Linked DNA regions of Zea mays: all the other regions are linked to region 2. A link is a contact called in public Hi-C data. All regions are on one chromosome and are shown on one strand. The core of a region is the stretch at or near the end of the contact, and the rest is flanking DNA. Distances in the headings are between cores, read along the strand shown. Region 1 holds the start of LOC103654389 (probable glycosyltransferase 6). Region 2 holds the start of LOC541965 (CCAAT-HAP5-transcription factor 59). Region 3 holds the start of LOC100278551 (Kinesin-like protein KIN-7N).

Region 1 (4,407 bases), core at 1,686-4,185, 180 kb after region 2:
CGATCGGAATCTCGACAGCATAACGACAGGAAAAAGATTATTTGGACGAACGAATGGACGAACGATCGAACGATCGGACGAACGGACGAACGAACCATGAACGATCGGACGAACGATCGGACGAACGAACAAACTAAGAATAGGGGGACGAACGATCGAAGAACGACCGAACGATCCTTGTGCTAGTGTGTGCTTGTGTGGAACATGGAGTGGGTGTGTGGGGGGGAAGAGAGTTGCCATGAAATGGCTTGGGGTGGGATGAGAGGAGGCCCTTGCCCCTCTATTTATAGCCATGGTGGGGGATTAGGGGGAGGGATGAGAGGATTAGTGGGAGGATGAGAGGATTAGTGGGAGATTAGCATGGATTTGTCTTATATGAGTGTAATTAGCTTGTAGAGCTCAATGTATGACACTGGAGGCATACGTATACGTATGAGCATGAGGAAAGCTATGAAGAAAATATTTGTAGGGACTTGAAAAATGATTCTGAAGGTATTTCTCAAGAGGAAAATACTTGGAGATATATCGGTGGAATATTTGGGCAGTATTTCTGGAAAGAACTTGAAGGGGATTACTGGGGAAATATCTGGGCGGTATTTCTAGAAAGAATCGAGAGGGGTCACTGGGGAAATATCTAGGTAGTGTTTCTGGAAAGAATTTGAGGGGGATCACTGGAGAAATATTTGTAGGATATTTTGAGGAGGATTTTGGAGATAATATAGACCACTATATTTTATTTGCTGATATCAACTCGCAAACAAACATTTTGAAATGAAATTTGAAATTCATTTTGAATTTAGAGCGAGTTTAAGAAAATTCCAAGATTTGAATTTTTGGGATGCTACAATAAATAGGACCGTTCACAGCTTCAGGAGGAGAGAGACGCATGATAGGTGAACACTTGGTAGTTTTCTCCATCACTCGGTATTGGCACTTGCTTCAATTACTTACAGGGACTTGGGGTCTTCCCCTCTCCCGTTGTGCCTGTAACCCCTACCACGAGCACTTTGGTGCAATTAATATAAGCCTCATCCCGCCTCTGCTGGAATTAGGGTCTTTCATAGCCTGAGCCAGGATAAAGCGGTTGTGTCAACTCGCATCACCATCTGGGTCTAGGGCACACGACACTGTTTCATTGGTTGGTTAGATCCACGGATCCAAACACCGATAGATATTGTGTCCGAATTTGTTTATACATGACACTATCGTCATTTTTGGAGGCTAACACCATTAGTTTCATGCGAATAACCAGAACACATTGTACCCCTATCTAGAAAATAGACAGATTCTCTCTATGACACTGTTTCATGTGTGATGTTAGAAAAACATACTTGTTCCTTCTACAACATTTTCTATTTCTATTTATTATTTGAACATTAAAATTCATCCACATTATATTTATGTGGTTAAATTTTACAAATAATTTTGTTTTACTAATATGCATTATTTAAGTATTACAATACTTCCACATTTTACAGTTGTGGTTAAATTTTCCCCCCAAAAAAGATATTTGTAGGTTTGCATTAAAGTTTGTCCACAATATATAAATAAACAATAATAAAGTCTCAATATAAATTGGTTCAAACACTTCATTCGGTCCAAAGAATCTCTATGCATATAGCCAATACAAATGGTTCATAGTTGCATATATTAATGTTCACATACATATAGGTTCAACGTTACATTAGTCCATATCCATACATATCATAAGTTATTGGACAGAACCATAAGCTAGGTATCCTTTCGCATCCTGTGCTCAATGCAAAACTTGCTAGGTCGGTTTTGATTTCTTGTTTCTAGTGGTCATGGCAGTGCTGTCTAATGGCACCTTAAGATTGATTGTAATCGTTTCAGAAGTTTTTTTTTCATTTTTATTTTCCATCATGATATTTTTAGCTAATGAGACGTATTCACCATAATTAGTCTATCTTTCACCGTTTCACTTCATATTCACCGCCTCAAACTACTCTATTTGTTTAATAAAAAAGAGAGACATTAACTCGTCAAAGAAATTAGGGAGATGCCAATATTATTCACAAATAACCAAATATCACTATAAAAGTTACCATTAATAGTCTCCCTTCTTTATTACGGGTTGACTAGAAGGTACCGTACATAGGTGAAGCCGTGAGGCCCATATGTCTGCCTATAGTTGTTGGTAAAGATAGAACAAACCAGAGAGATGTGCTTGCCTTATCCCTACTAATATTAAGAATGGTGTGGACATCTCGTGCTATTATGGCTTCATCTCCGTGCTGATACACGCGCCCTCCGTCTCGGTGTCGTGTCATGTTGGTCCCACGCTCAGCACGCTCTCAGCTACTGCCCTATAGACACCAGCGCCTGGTGGCCATCTGGTGCTATTATAGCTTCATCCCGCGCTGACATACTGGGCCCGCCCCATGCACCCCCGCCTCGGCGTCGTACCCTGTTGGCCCCACGCTCAACATGATCTCAGCTACTGTCCGTATTTAGAAATAAACAATAATTATATAAAAAATAGTGCAAAGCGAGCATTTGAACGCACGCCCCCTACTTTAAAAATTTGGGACTAACCACCAAACTACACATACTTTAGTGTTTAAAAATAAACAATAATTATATTTAAATAAATATATCAATAACTATTTATATGATATATTTAAGTTCGGTAGCAAAATTACGGATAACTGGCTAGTAGTCTATATAAGTTGAAATTTTTAAGCAAACTAAAAATTTTTGCAACTTTGATGTGTGCATTTGCAAGCTCTAAATACAAAGTACCGTGGCCCCCTACCTCGGATCTCGCTTGATTTGACCAACCTCGAGAATTTATTGCTGGACTTCGTGTTAAATAGTAAAGGATAGTAGGATACTACTTACAAGCATTTTGTCGCTAGTGATGAGATGTCTCGACTCTCGAGTCTGGATCGCCATATACTGTGCTCTATACGCTTGCACGAGCCCCGAAAGGAAAAGAGAGAAAATAATGACTATAGCCTGCCGACGCTTTTTTTCTTCTTCTTTCTTTAAAAAACAGCCTGCGGATGCCTGGACCCTGGACTCCGTCGTGCTCGGCCTCGCGTTCGCGTGATCGCTCTCAGGCTCCCAGTCCCAGCCCAGGAGCAGCACTCTTGGCGTCTTGCTCTTTAATTTCCTCGTACGAGACTACAAACACGTCCGCAGTCCGCACACCAAGCGCGGCCTACTCCATGCATCACCGCACCACCGGCGACGAGCCGATCGAGGCGAGCTAGCCCCACGTCGCGCGAACGGTAACACGGAATGGTCGCCACGTCGGAGGCCGCTCCGCTCCGCGTCTCCGCTTCGGTGGGGAGCAAGCACCACGGCGGCGCAGGGACGCGGGGGCCAGCGACGCGCCGCCGCGCGCGCGACGTTGTCGTGTTCGCGGCCGGCGTCGCGGCGACCCTGCTCGCGCTTGTGGGCACGGCGTCGGTCCTCGACCCCGGCGGGCGCGGCGGCCTGGTCGCCTTGCGCGTCCCCGTCCCCGTTCCCGGCCCTGAGGACGGGCCGCGCACGTTCTACGACGACCCGGAGGTGTCGTACGCCGTGGCGGCGGGCCGGCGCCTCACCGGCTGGGACGCCAAACGCGCGGAGTGGCTGCGCTCGCGCGGGCTCGGCCGCCGGAGCGCGCCGGAGCGCGTGGTGATGGTGTCCGGGTCGCAGCCGGAGCCGTGCCCCGGCGGCGCGGGCGACCACCTCATGCTGCGGTTCCTCAAGAACAAGCTCGACTACTGCCGCCTGCACGGGATCGAGCTGCTCTACAACAGGGAGTTCCTGCACCCGGCCATGGGAGGCTACTGGGCCAAGATCCCCATCGTCCGCGCCGCCATGCTCGCCCACCCGGACGCGGAGTGGGTCTGGTGGGTGGACTCCGACGCCGTCTTCACCGACATGGACTTCTCCCTGCCCCTCGCCAAGTACGGCGGCCGCAACTTCGTCGTGTATGGCTGGCCCGACAAGTTCTTCGTGAGGAAGTCGTGGCTGGGGCTGAACGCCGGCGTGTTCCTCATCCGCAACTGCCAGTGGTCGCTCGACTTCATGGACGAGTGGGCGCGCATGGGCCCCGCGTACCCGGAGGACCACGCCCGGTGGGGGGAGGTGCTCAGAGCCACGCTCAGCGACAAGGACTCCGACGTGGCGTGCGACCAGTCCGCGCTCGTGTACCTGCTCCTCAACAACTGGGAGAGGCCGGGGAAGAAGACCTTCGTCGAGACGGAGTACTTCTTCCAGGGCTACTGGAAGGAGGTCGTGGACCGCCTCGATGGCGTCGCCGCGCGGTACGAGGCCGTCGAGCGGCGCTCGCCGGGGCTCCGGCGGCGGCACGCGGAGCAGGAGCACCTGCGCTACGCGGGGGCGCGAAACGCGGCCTTGAGGGGCGTCGTACCGGGGCCGGCCGGTGGCGGG
Region 2 (4,570 bases), core at 429-2,928:
TTACATAACTTGATAGTTAAACAAACGATAGCCAGATAAGGATTTTCTTTAGCTAAGATGAGCTTTACACCTTTACTAGATGGTAATAGTGTTATGATGCGGGTATATTTTACCCACGGGTATAGGTAGTACCCACCTGTACCCATTTACCCCAGTCAGCTGTCTGTGGTGGGTTTATTTACGTTGGCTACGTTTCTATTATGTGCACTTTAATCTATATTATGTAAATGACTCTAGTTTGTAATATTATTACTTACTCTTTATTAATATTTGAAGCATTGTGACGAGTTATTTATGTAATCATTGTGTACGTGAGTTCTAATCCTGGCACATACATGGTTTGCATTCGGTTTACTTTCTAAAACTGGGTGTGACAATTATATAGAGAACTAGAATCTCAATCTCTTAGAGGCACATTTGACGGACGTAACCCTTCATAGGGTTTTTTAACAAGGAACATATTCGATGTTTAAAGGGGCACTATAATCATGTGCACATTTTAAATCTAGTACATCTATCTCATATCCAATGGTAAAAGATAATTTTATGAAAAACCCTTCCCACTAGGGGAGGTAGGTGGAAGGAGTTTTTATATAAAATTGGTAGTGCTGCTAGATGTAAAATGAATGTTCTAAATTTAAAATGTGCATGTGAGCACAATATCCCTTTGAACACAAGATATATTGCCTTGTTGACGATTTTAATTGTTTTCTTAAGGGCTTTTTAGAGCGTTACCACTAGGTCCTCTATTAGCTCCCCCATACGTAAGATAGGGAGATCCTGTACAATAAATCACGTAAATGGATGCGAAAAAGGATAACCCCTACCCGCGTCGTTACCCCTATCTTCCTCTCCTTTTTTCGCGATCTGCTGGAGCTGAGCCGGTTTTAGGCTCTATTTGTTTCGGCTTCTGCGGCTTCTGCCCACCAAAAGCTGTTGCGGACTGCCAAACGCTCAGCTTCTATAAAATTCGTTGAGGCAAAAACCATCCAAAATCAACATAAACATATAATCGGTTGAGTCATTGTAATAGTAGGAATCCGTCACTTTCTAGATTCTAAGCCCTATGAATAACTTTATCTTACTCCACACGTAATCGTAATGATACTCAGATTCTTCTCACAGCCAGATTCTCCCCACAGCCAGATTTTCAGAAAAGCTGGTCAGAAAAAAGCTGAACCAAACAGGCCCATGGCGATGGCTTTTCCACATCCGCGTTCGCGCGACTGCCTCTTGTGGGCTGTGTAAAATAACTATAAATGATATTGTTTGATATTATCTGTAGAGTGAAGTTTAAAATAAAAATGAGATATATGATTAAATATGGAGATGGCCTAACAGCCTTACGTAAACAGTCCAGTCCGTTTCCTTTCGGCCTTAACACAGCTATTTCGGGCCGAGAAAACCCATGTAGAGCCCGGCCCACTTTACCGCCACTGCTTGATGTGACGCGGTGAGAACACGGGCGCCTCGGGACGGACGATGCCGTCGCGTCGCGATGGTGCGCTGCGCGCCTCTACTCCTCCGTGGCTTCGTGCGTTCAATTTGCTTGTGGAACGTGGAAGAAGAGCGAGAACGCCAAACGAGAAAAGAAACCCAAGCCTTCGCCATCAAAAAAAAAAGAAAAAAAGAAAAAAAAGAGCAGAAAAAGTAGAGTAGACTACGACAGCGTCCGGCGAGGAGGCGGAGGCGAAGATGAGGAAGAAGCTCGGCACCCGGTTCCCCGCGGTATGTTTCGCCCCTCCAGCTCCCGTCACCCGCCATGCTCGTATCCTCTCTCGTTCTGATCCGCCGCGCTCGCGCGCGCGATCTGATCTGGGTCGCCGCGCGCGGTGCAGATCTTCGCTCTTGCGGGCGGGATCCGGTGGACGCCGGCCGTCGTTAAATCGCGGCTTCGCTGTTTCGTTACGTGGGCGGGGATTTGGCTGGCTTCCACGGGGTGACGGCGGGCTCGGACTCAGATCGGCTCCTGTGCTCGCCCGCGCGCGCGCGCGTGCGGAAGTAATTTCGTTTTTTTTTCCGTTCACATTTTTGGGGTCTGCCGGATTCTCTGTGCTCAACAGAGGACGTCGAGAATTTCTGATCCGGTTTCTGCGCTCGTGTTGTGTTCAACGGATGGAGAGATTTGTGGGCGCTCGCAGCTGACTAGGTTAGTGCTGTTGACGTTTGGTTTGTGTTTTGGGACCTTGTGTTTTAGTCCGTGTGATCGTTGACAGACTGATGTGACCTCTACGCGCCGCTGGTTATCCTCAATCGCGCTTGGCTTGGCGTGTAGATGCAAGAGATGCGCTCCATCCTGCTGTCGTGCCTGTGGTTTGGTTGCAAGGTCTCCAGATCATGTCAGCAATTCAGCATATATCGCAGGTTCCATGTATTTCTGGGGATACTCAACATGTGATCTGGTGCATGAGTGCTCATGCAGTGGAATTCGTGTGCAGCCTTTATCATCGGGTTTTATTATGGTCTGGTAGAGTTTGAAACTACATTAACTTCCACTGTTGTGTTGGTCAATATGTCTTTGGTGAGGGAACTATTCTTGGGAACGGCCAGGTCTGATGTAGGATTTAGGCTCAGGTGCCTTCCCTTGGTTGGAGTTCCAAGATGCGAAAGATGTTCTGAATTACTCCCTCCGTCCAGGAAAGAATGCAATTCTAGCAGTCTCGTGTTTTAGTATATTAAGTTTGACTAATTATATATTAAAAAATATCAATATTTATGATAGCAAATAAGTATCATTGATAATTACGAAATGTATTTTCATAACAAATTGATATGAAGCCATAAATGTGAATACTATTCATAAGAAATTTGGTCAAACGTGAATTACTTTAACTGGTGTGCAACCTTTAGTTACATATTACATTTTTTCCCGGAAGGAGGAAGCAATTATGCCGCCATGTTTGTCTGTTTGATTGTTCTGAGGTCTCCTGAACATGCCAGCATTTATTCCTTGAGATTATAACCCCTGGTGTAGCGCTCAAGCAGGGCTGTTTGCGGATCACAGTATTTGTTTTATGCCTTCAGGTTGGTTTTGAATCTTCAAAACCTCTTATTGTTGTTCCCTTGTCATGGAACCGCCGCTAGTTGAAGTTCCAAGCTAAACACACCTGTATGATTTGCAGTGCAGATGCATATTTTGTTGTATTTAGCTGAAAAGATAATTTCTGGGTTGTGGCATTTGCTCTGTTTTTCATGAAACAGTTTCTTTGATGTCTGTATTGATTACCAAAGTTTCGGGTTGTACTTATGTTGGTATATCTTTTCTAGATGTTTTTTGAAATATATAAGTTATAATGTCATGAAGTTGTCCCTAACTATGTTCTGTATTATAATAGGCTCGAATCAAAAAGATAATGCAAGCAGATGAGGATGTTGGAAAGATTGCACTAGCAGTTCCTGTTTTAGTTTGTAAGTTTTGCAAGAATCATTGTGCTTTTTGTATGTATTATGTACATATCTGTGTTTTCTCACAATAATCTAGTATTTCTACTTAAACTAGCATATAGTACGTGCTAATGTCAGGACCTAAGGAGGCCCACAGAGGGGCTGCGGTAGCAGCAGCCATGGGCCCTAAGGGGGATTAGATAAGGATAGTTAGAGATAAGATTAGAAGATTAGTTGAGATTATTTAGGAGATTAGTTGAGATTATCTAGGAAGGTTATCAGTTAGTAGTTTGTTGAGAGTTTTTAGGAGATAAGGATCTCTAGCTAGATAGGGGCAGCCAACTGGCCTATTTATGTAATCAATGGATGAGAAATAAAGCAGACAAGAATTAGAAGGGAGAAACCCTCCTCTTGCTCGGCCGTGGGCAGAGGCCCTCGGCCGGCGCCCTGTGAACAGTAACCGCGAGTACTGTTCACGCATGAACAGTACCGCACCGCCTCCACCAGCAGCTCCAACCATCGAATTCCCTCTCCAATCCCTCACCGATCTAGCGACCATAACAGCTAACACTACGATCGCAGAGGGGGGAGATGAGGGAAGGGGTCGGCTGCGGCGACACGAGTGAGAGAGATGGGGAGGGGCGATGGGGTCACGGTGGGAGGGGGAGGCTGGAGGCGGCAGGGTCGGTGGTCGAGGGACGGATGAGGGCTGAGAGATGATCCAAATAATATTGTCCATTGGCCTACTAAGAGACAAAATATCCAACAACTAAGTGTCACAGAGATGCGTATGGTGCGTTGGATATGTGGGCACACAAGATTGGACCGAGTGAGAAACGATGACATACGCAATCGGATACGAGTAACGCCAATTGAAAAAAAAGCTTATTAAACACCGGTTGAGATGGTTTGGGCATGTCCACCGGAGACCCCCAGAGGCAGCGGTGCATAGAGGCATCATAAGATAGGACAATAATGTGATGGGAGGTTGAGGGCGGCCAAACTTGACATGAGAGGAGGCTATCAAAAGGGACTTGAAGGAATGGAATATCCCAAAGGAGTTGGGTTTGGATAGAAGTGTTGGGAAAGAAGCTATCCACGTGCCCGAACTGTGATTATGTCTTTTCCCTTTTAGTTCTCTCAAAAGCTTTCCCCCCTCCCCTTTCTCTCTCTCTTTTTGGTGACT
Region 3 (4,882 bases), core at 2,156-4,655, 210 kb before region 2:
AACACGTGGGAAGACAAGCGGTCCAGGCACGTGACGGCCTGCCTGAGGCTGGACCTCGACGCAGTCCCGAAGAATAGGGTTCCAGACTGGGTCGAAGGACACGAACATGCCCCGGATGAGATGGCCGTCGTGGAGGAGGACACGCACAGTTGCGAGCGCGGCGGGCGGGGTAAAGCTCATGGCGACCGGTGCAGGCCGGCGCAGGGAGGCGCGGACTGGACAGCCGGGCGCGGAACAGCAGGGGCGGCTGGGTGCCCGACGTCGGGCGTCCACGGCACGAGACAGCAGGGGTACTGCTTGGCGCGGAACAGCAGGGGCACGGGTCCTCCGGGCTGGTGCTCCTGGACGGCGCGGGCGCCGGGCGGAGGCAGGGGGCGCGACGGCGTCGGAGCTCGCGCGCGCGGGGGGAGGGGGTTGCTGAGCTCTGCTGCACGGTCTCCTGGGCGCGGGAAAGGATTGGCGCTTCAAGGCAGGGGCGCTGGGCGGCCAGCACGGCGGGCGGTGCGCCTGGACGCGGCTGCACGGCCGGAGGAGCAGGCACCAGGCGCGGGTCCCTGGCGCGGGCAGATGAGTGCACCGACGCTTGAGCAGGGGGCCGCGGCTGGGAGGGAGATCAGCGGCTGGGCACGGCGCTGCTGGCGTTAGGCGGCACCTGACGGGGTCGCGCGCACGGCGTGGTCGGGCAGGAGCGCGCGGCCTGGAGTCGCGGGTCCGCGGCTTTGGATCCAGGCGGCAGGAGCAGGGCGCGTCAGGGCCGGTTTCCCGCGCCGCCAGGGAAGGCCGCGAGCCTGGCCGCCGCCGCCAGTGGATGGGAGGCCAGAGGGGCCGGCGGCTGGGGGCCGACGGCGGGAGAAGCGGCTGTAGGGGTGGCGGCTGCAGGGGAGGAGGGAGCTCCCGGCGGCTGCAGCTGCTGAAAAAAAAACACTAAACCTAGGCTCCGATACCATGTTGGAATGAGAACCCTACCCCTAACCAGGGTTGGCAGTAGTATTAATAGACTTAGTAGTTGGGCCAGGCCCATTACAGAGGGTGATACGGTAATTACAAAGGGGAACACCCCAAACCCTAGACGGGTAGTCTAACATGATGGTTCAAAAATCACCAAAAATGACAAAGAAGGCTCCTACTTGTAAAAAAGAGAGCAGATATAGTACCGGAGGCTCCCACATGAATGAGGTTAGGGAAGGGATAAATCGAGGCAAGCCTTCCTTCCGCAAATACAGAGAGGCTACTTTGAACCCGTGATTTGGTGACTTTGTGAGACAGGTAGCAACACTATACCAAACATGTCCTTCTAAAAAAGGGTCGACCCAGTGTGGAAGGCTTCAACATGAATAGAGTCTGGGAAGGGATAAATTAAGGCAAGCCTTTCTCGCAAATAAAGAGAGGTTGTTTTGAATCTGCGACCTGGTGACTTCGTGAGACATCTCTCACCACTGCATCAATCCTGCCCTTCTGAGAGATCCCACTTGTACTTTGGATAATGGATTTGAGTTTAATATACTAACAAAATCATCCTAAAACTTGAGCTGTTGACAGAAGGTAGATTCGGTATTGATCATTTTGAGGCACTAAGGCAGTAATAGAATTAATTAAAAATAATATGTAAAAATATACTGTACGTAAGAATATGGTATGGAATTAATGGATTAATCATGGAGGATGAGAAGTTACAAAAAATATAATAAAAAATTACCTAGAGTTTGTTTTAGAAAACAGAACAATCAATGATGATCCTTGCCTATGACGACCCAATCATAACTACAATAACATGTACGTCTCTAGATTGATTTTCCATCAAATTTAGCACAGTTCACCTAAGGAAGTTATAGATTTGGTAAACACGAGAGGAAGAAACTTATGTAATACTCTATAGACAGTACCTTTGTTTTCCGTTCTCGCTCAACTTATTGATGACATTCCCAAGAATCATTAAGCTCTTGTTAATATACTTCCCCTCATTCAAACGTACCCCTTCTGCCCCCGTCTTGATGATTCTTTCTGACCCAGCAAGATCCACCAAATTCTACATGTAAAACAAAACGGTAAATCACAATATTTTCTACACATTTACTTTTACTACATACATGATACCTGAGTATACAGTAAAGTGTACATACCAAAACAGATACGCGGATAGCATCTCCACCGTCTGTCTGGTCCTTACCACTGCTCTCAATTACCTGACACCGATATAAACAGAACATTCTTGATTTAGTTATCGCTTCCATTCAACTACAGAAATGAACTTAGAACAGCTGCAATTACAGAATTGCTGCAGAATTCAGAATTCTATACCATTCTGAAAATAGTGTGTGACCGACTGCTCCGCATGTTCATGTTGGTCTCTCCAAAATGCCTGTTCGCTGAAAACAACAAAGAAATAGTGACAAACGGTGAAACAAGTTTCGCAGTTGGTGAAAAATAAAATGTAGGGACAGAAATGTGCCTTCTCCAAGCTGGAGGAGCTCAAACACTTGCTCTGCGCTGTTCACGATCTCCTCCCGCAAACCAGACACGTACACTCCACGCTATAGGCAACAATTAATTTTCACTGTTACAAAAACATGTTGATAAATTAGAGAAAAATATCCAAAGGAGTACTTACATCTAAGCTCTCATGAATCTTCAGCTTCTGGCCTTCAAGTGTCAAGAGGTCGTTGATTTCCTCGTTGTAGATCTCCATGTAGGACACCCGGATGAGGAACTCGCGGTCGTCAGCCTGACCCAGGCAGACCCAAATCCAACAAATCACTCACGCGCAGCAGAAACAATCGCAGCAACCAATCTAACAATGTCTTGTTCGGGGAGCAGATAATCGAGCAATCAACACACCTGGCGCACGGTGTCGAAGACGTCGCGGACCGCGCGGGGAATGATGCCCGGGTCGGCGTCGGAGCCGTTCATGGTGAATGTCTTCCCGCTGCTGGTCTGGCCGTAGGCGAAGGCGGTGCCGTTGAATCCGCCGACGACGGCGCCAATGAGTTCCCGGACGACCGTGCCATAGATCCGCTCGTTGTTCGCCGCACCGTCGAAGACGTGGTCTGCGGAGCCAACCAACCAAGCAGCCCAAGGAAGGAGGCACGAGCGGACGGGTTTAGGGGTTGAGAGCGACAGTGAAGGAGAGGGACGTCGTAAGAGGAGCGTGATCCGTACCGAAGGCGAAGGAGGCACCGGTGATGGGGCCGGCGGCGCGGTGGAGGAGGGAAACGCGGGTGTCATCGATACGCCACTCGCGGTCGCCGCCTCCGCCGGAACTGGCTGGGGAGGTGTTAGCGGCCACCAGGTTGGGAGGGCGGAAGCGGACGGCGACGGAGATCTTCTCCATGGCGCGGCGGCTGTTGCTTCGTTCGAAGGACGAGACTGGGAGGAGGATTTCAAATTTCGGTGTGAGCGGGGGAGCGGGTTGCTGCAGCCTACAGGAAAGAGGAGGAGCGTGCCGGTGGTGACCTGTAAAAAGCAGTGCGCTGGGCAGGTCGAGCTTTTTTTTTTTGGAACCGTGATATCACCAACACTGAGCTTGTGAAAATCGGTATCCCGAACAGAGCAATTGTAATTTTAGACTTTTAGTATTATAATCCGTTGAACTTCAGATTTCTGGTATTGAGTCCGATTTAGCCGGAGGTCAACTTGTTGTTACGCCATTCCGTTTCTTAGAACGGATTGCGAGCTCCTTTCTGCGCCACGCCTGTCTGCTCGCGTCGTCTTCCCCGGCGCTCGTCTGATCTCTCTGCCCGGCGCTCCTGGTGCTCTCCCCGACTCCTCCCCGACGGTCGGTGCCGTGCCGCGCCTTCCTCTCCCTCTCTCTATCCTCTCCCTCCCGGCGCTCGTCGAGCTCGTCTGCGGTGCTCCTCGTGGCTCCTCCCGACGAGCTCCCTCCCCGATGGTCTTCTCTGCCCGGCTCTCTCCCTCCAGGAGCTCCTTGGAGAGCGCTCCTCCTCGGACGGCGCGCCTCTCCCTGGTGCTCGGCGGTGCGCCTTAGGTACGTGGTTGTCGGCTATTTCATTGTGCCAATCTAATAACAAAATAGAAAATATGTAGACAGCACGTTTAATCTATCACTCTCAGCCAGGTACTGCAATGGAGACTCCTGACAGCAATGGAGACGTTGAGCACAATGCGACAGATGCAAATTGGTTTGTCACCATTGAAGAGGTTGAACACTTGTTGATTGAGGCACCAGCCTCGCCTGAGGATATCAGTGCACCCCCTCCCATTAATGATGTAGAGCAGGGTCATTCGGTAGCGGATTCGTCAACTCGAGGAAATGATTTTGAGGGAATTTTACCGGATTTGCGATGGCAAGAAGAGGGACCCCAGCATGTACCCAATGAGAGTGTTATGTACCACAAACTTGGATTAGCTGCCGAGAATGAACGAGAAAATAAAGAGAGAGAGGATGCTTGCAATCGTAGAGTTGATGGAAATAATATAGATCAACTTGGTGGCGATGGTTCCGCAGCTTTGCCTTGTGTTGATTTTTTGCAGCAGGAGACCAGATTTGTCTATGACTCTAATGATCCAGTGATGGAGGTTGGAAGCTTGTATGCATCTATGACTGAATTTAGGCTGGCAATGAGACAATATGCCATAGACAAAGAGTTCGAGTTAGGTATTGAGGCAAGTACAATGAAGAAATATAGAGGCTATTGTCGTGGAGGCGGCTGTCCTTGGAGCATAAATGCAAGAATTGAGAGGGATGGTTCGCCGACCATAATTGTATGTTTTTTGTTTATGTCAAGAACTTATCTTATTTATATTGTTGTGTCCTTCGAAGTATTACAATGAGAGTGTTATTGTTGTTGCTATTTTTGTAGGTGACAGTGTTGAATGATCATCACACTTGTACTTCTAGTGGACGGAGGAGGACTAGCACACCAAC

What was found. Hi-C and Micro-C count contacts between places; a contact is called where the count stands out from the background.
Region 1: a Hi-C map of tassel shows a contact between it and region 2, with 2.9 times the contacts expected there. The contact joins the promoter of LOC103654389 here to the promoter of LOC541965 in region 2. A contact is called at or near these places in 2 of 25 Hi-C or Micro-C datasets (leaf and tassel).
Region 3: a Hi-C map of endosperm shows a contact between it and region 2, with 2.1 times the contacts expected there. The contact joins the promoter of LOC100278551 here to the promoter of LOC541965 in region 2. A contact is called at or near these places in 5 of 25 Hi-C or Micro-C datasets (ear, endosperm, leaf and 2 more).

Annotation. Positions count from the first base shown.
Region 1 is chr4:197,158,269-197,162,675 of Zm-B73-REFERENCE-NAM-5.0, forward strand. LOC103654389 (probable glycosyltransferase 6) reads left to right here and starts at 2,936. Exons shown (of 1, transcript XM_008681232.4): 1 at 2,936-4,407. The coding sequence starts at 3,265.
Region 2 is chr4:196,980,096-196,984,665 of Zm-B73-REFERENCE-NAM-5.0, forward strand. LOC541965 (CCAAT-HAP5-transcription factor 59) reads left to right here and starts at 1,679. Exons shown (of 6, transcript NM_001111619.1): 1 at 1,679-1,728; 2 at 3,336-3,408. The coding sequence starts at 1,696.
Region 3 is chr4:196,764,950-196,769,831 of Zm-B73-REFERENCE-NAM-5.0, forward strand. It overlaps LOC100278551 (Kinesin-like protein KIN-7N), which reads right to left and starts at 3,406. Exons shown (of 14, transcript NM_001291655.1): 1 at 3,157-3,406; 2 at 2,836-3,044; 3 at 2,609-2,722; 4 at 2,450-2,531; 5 at 2,299-2,366; 6 at 2,121-2,183; 7 at 1,884-2,026. The coding sequence starts at 3,328.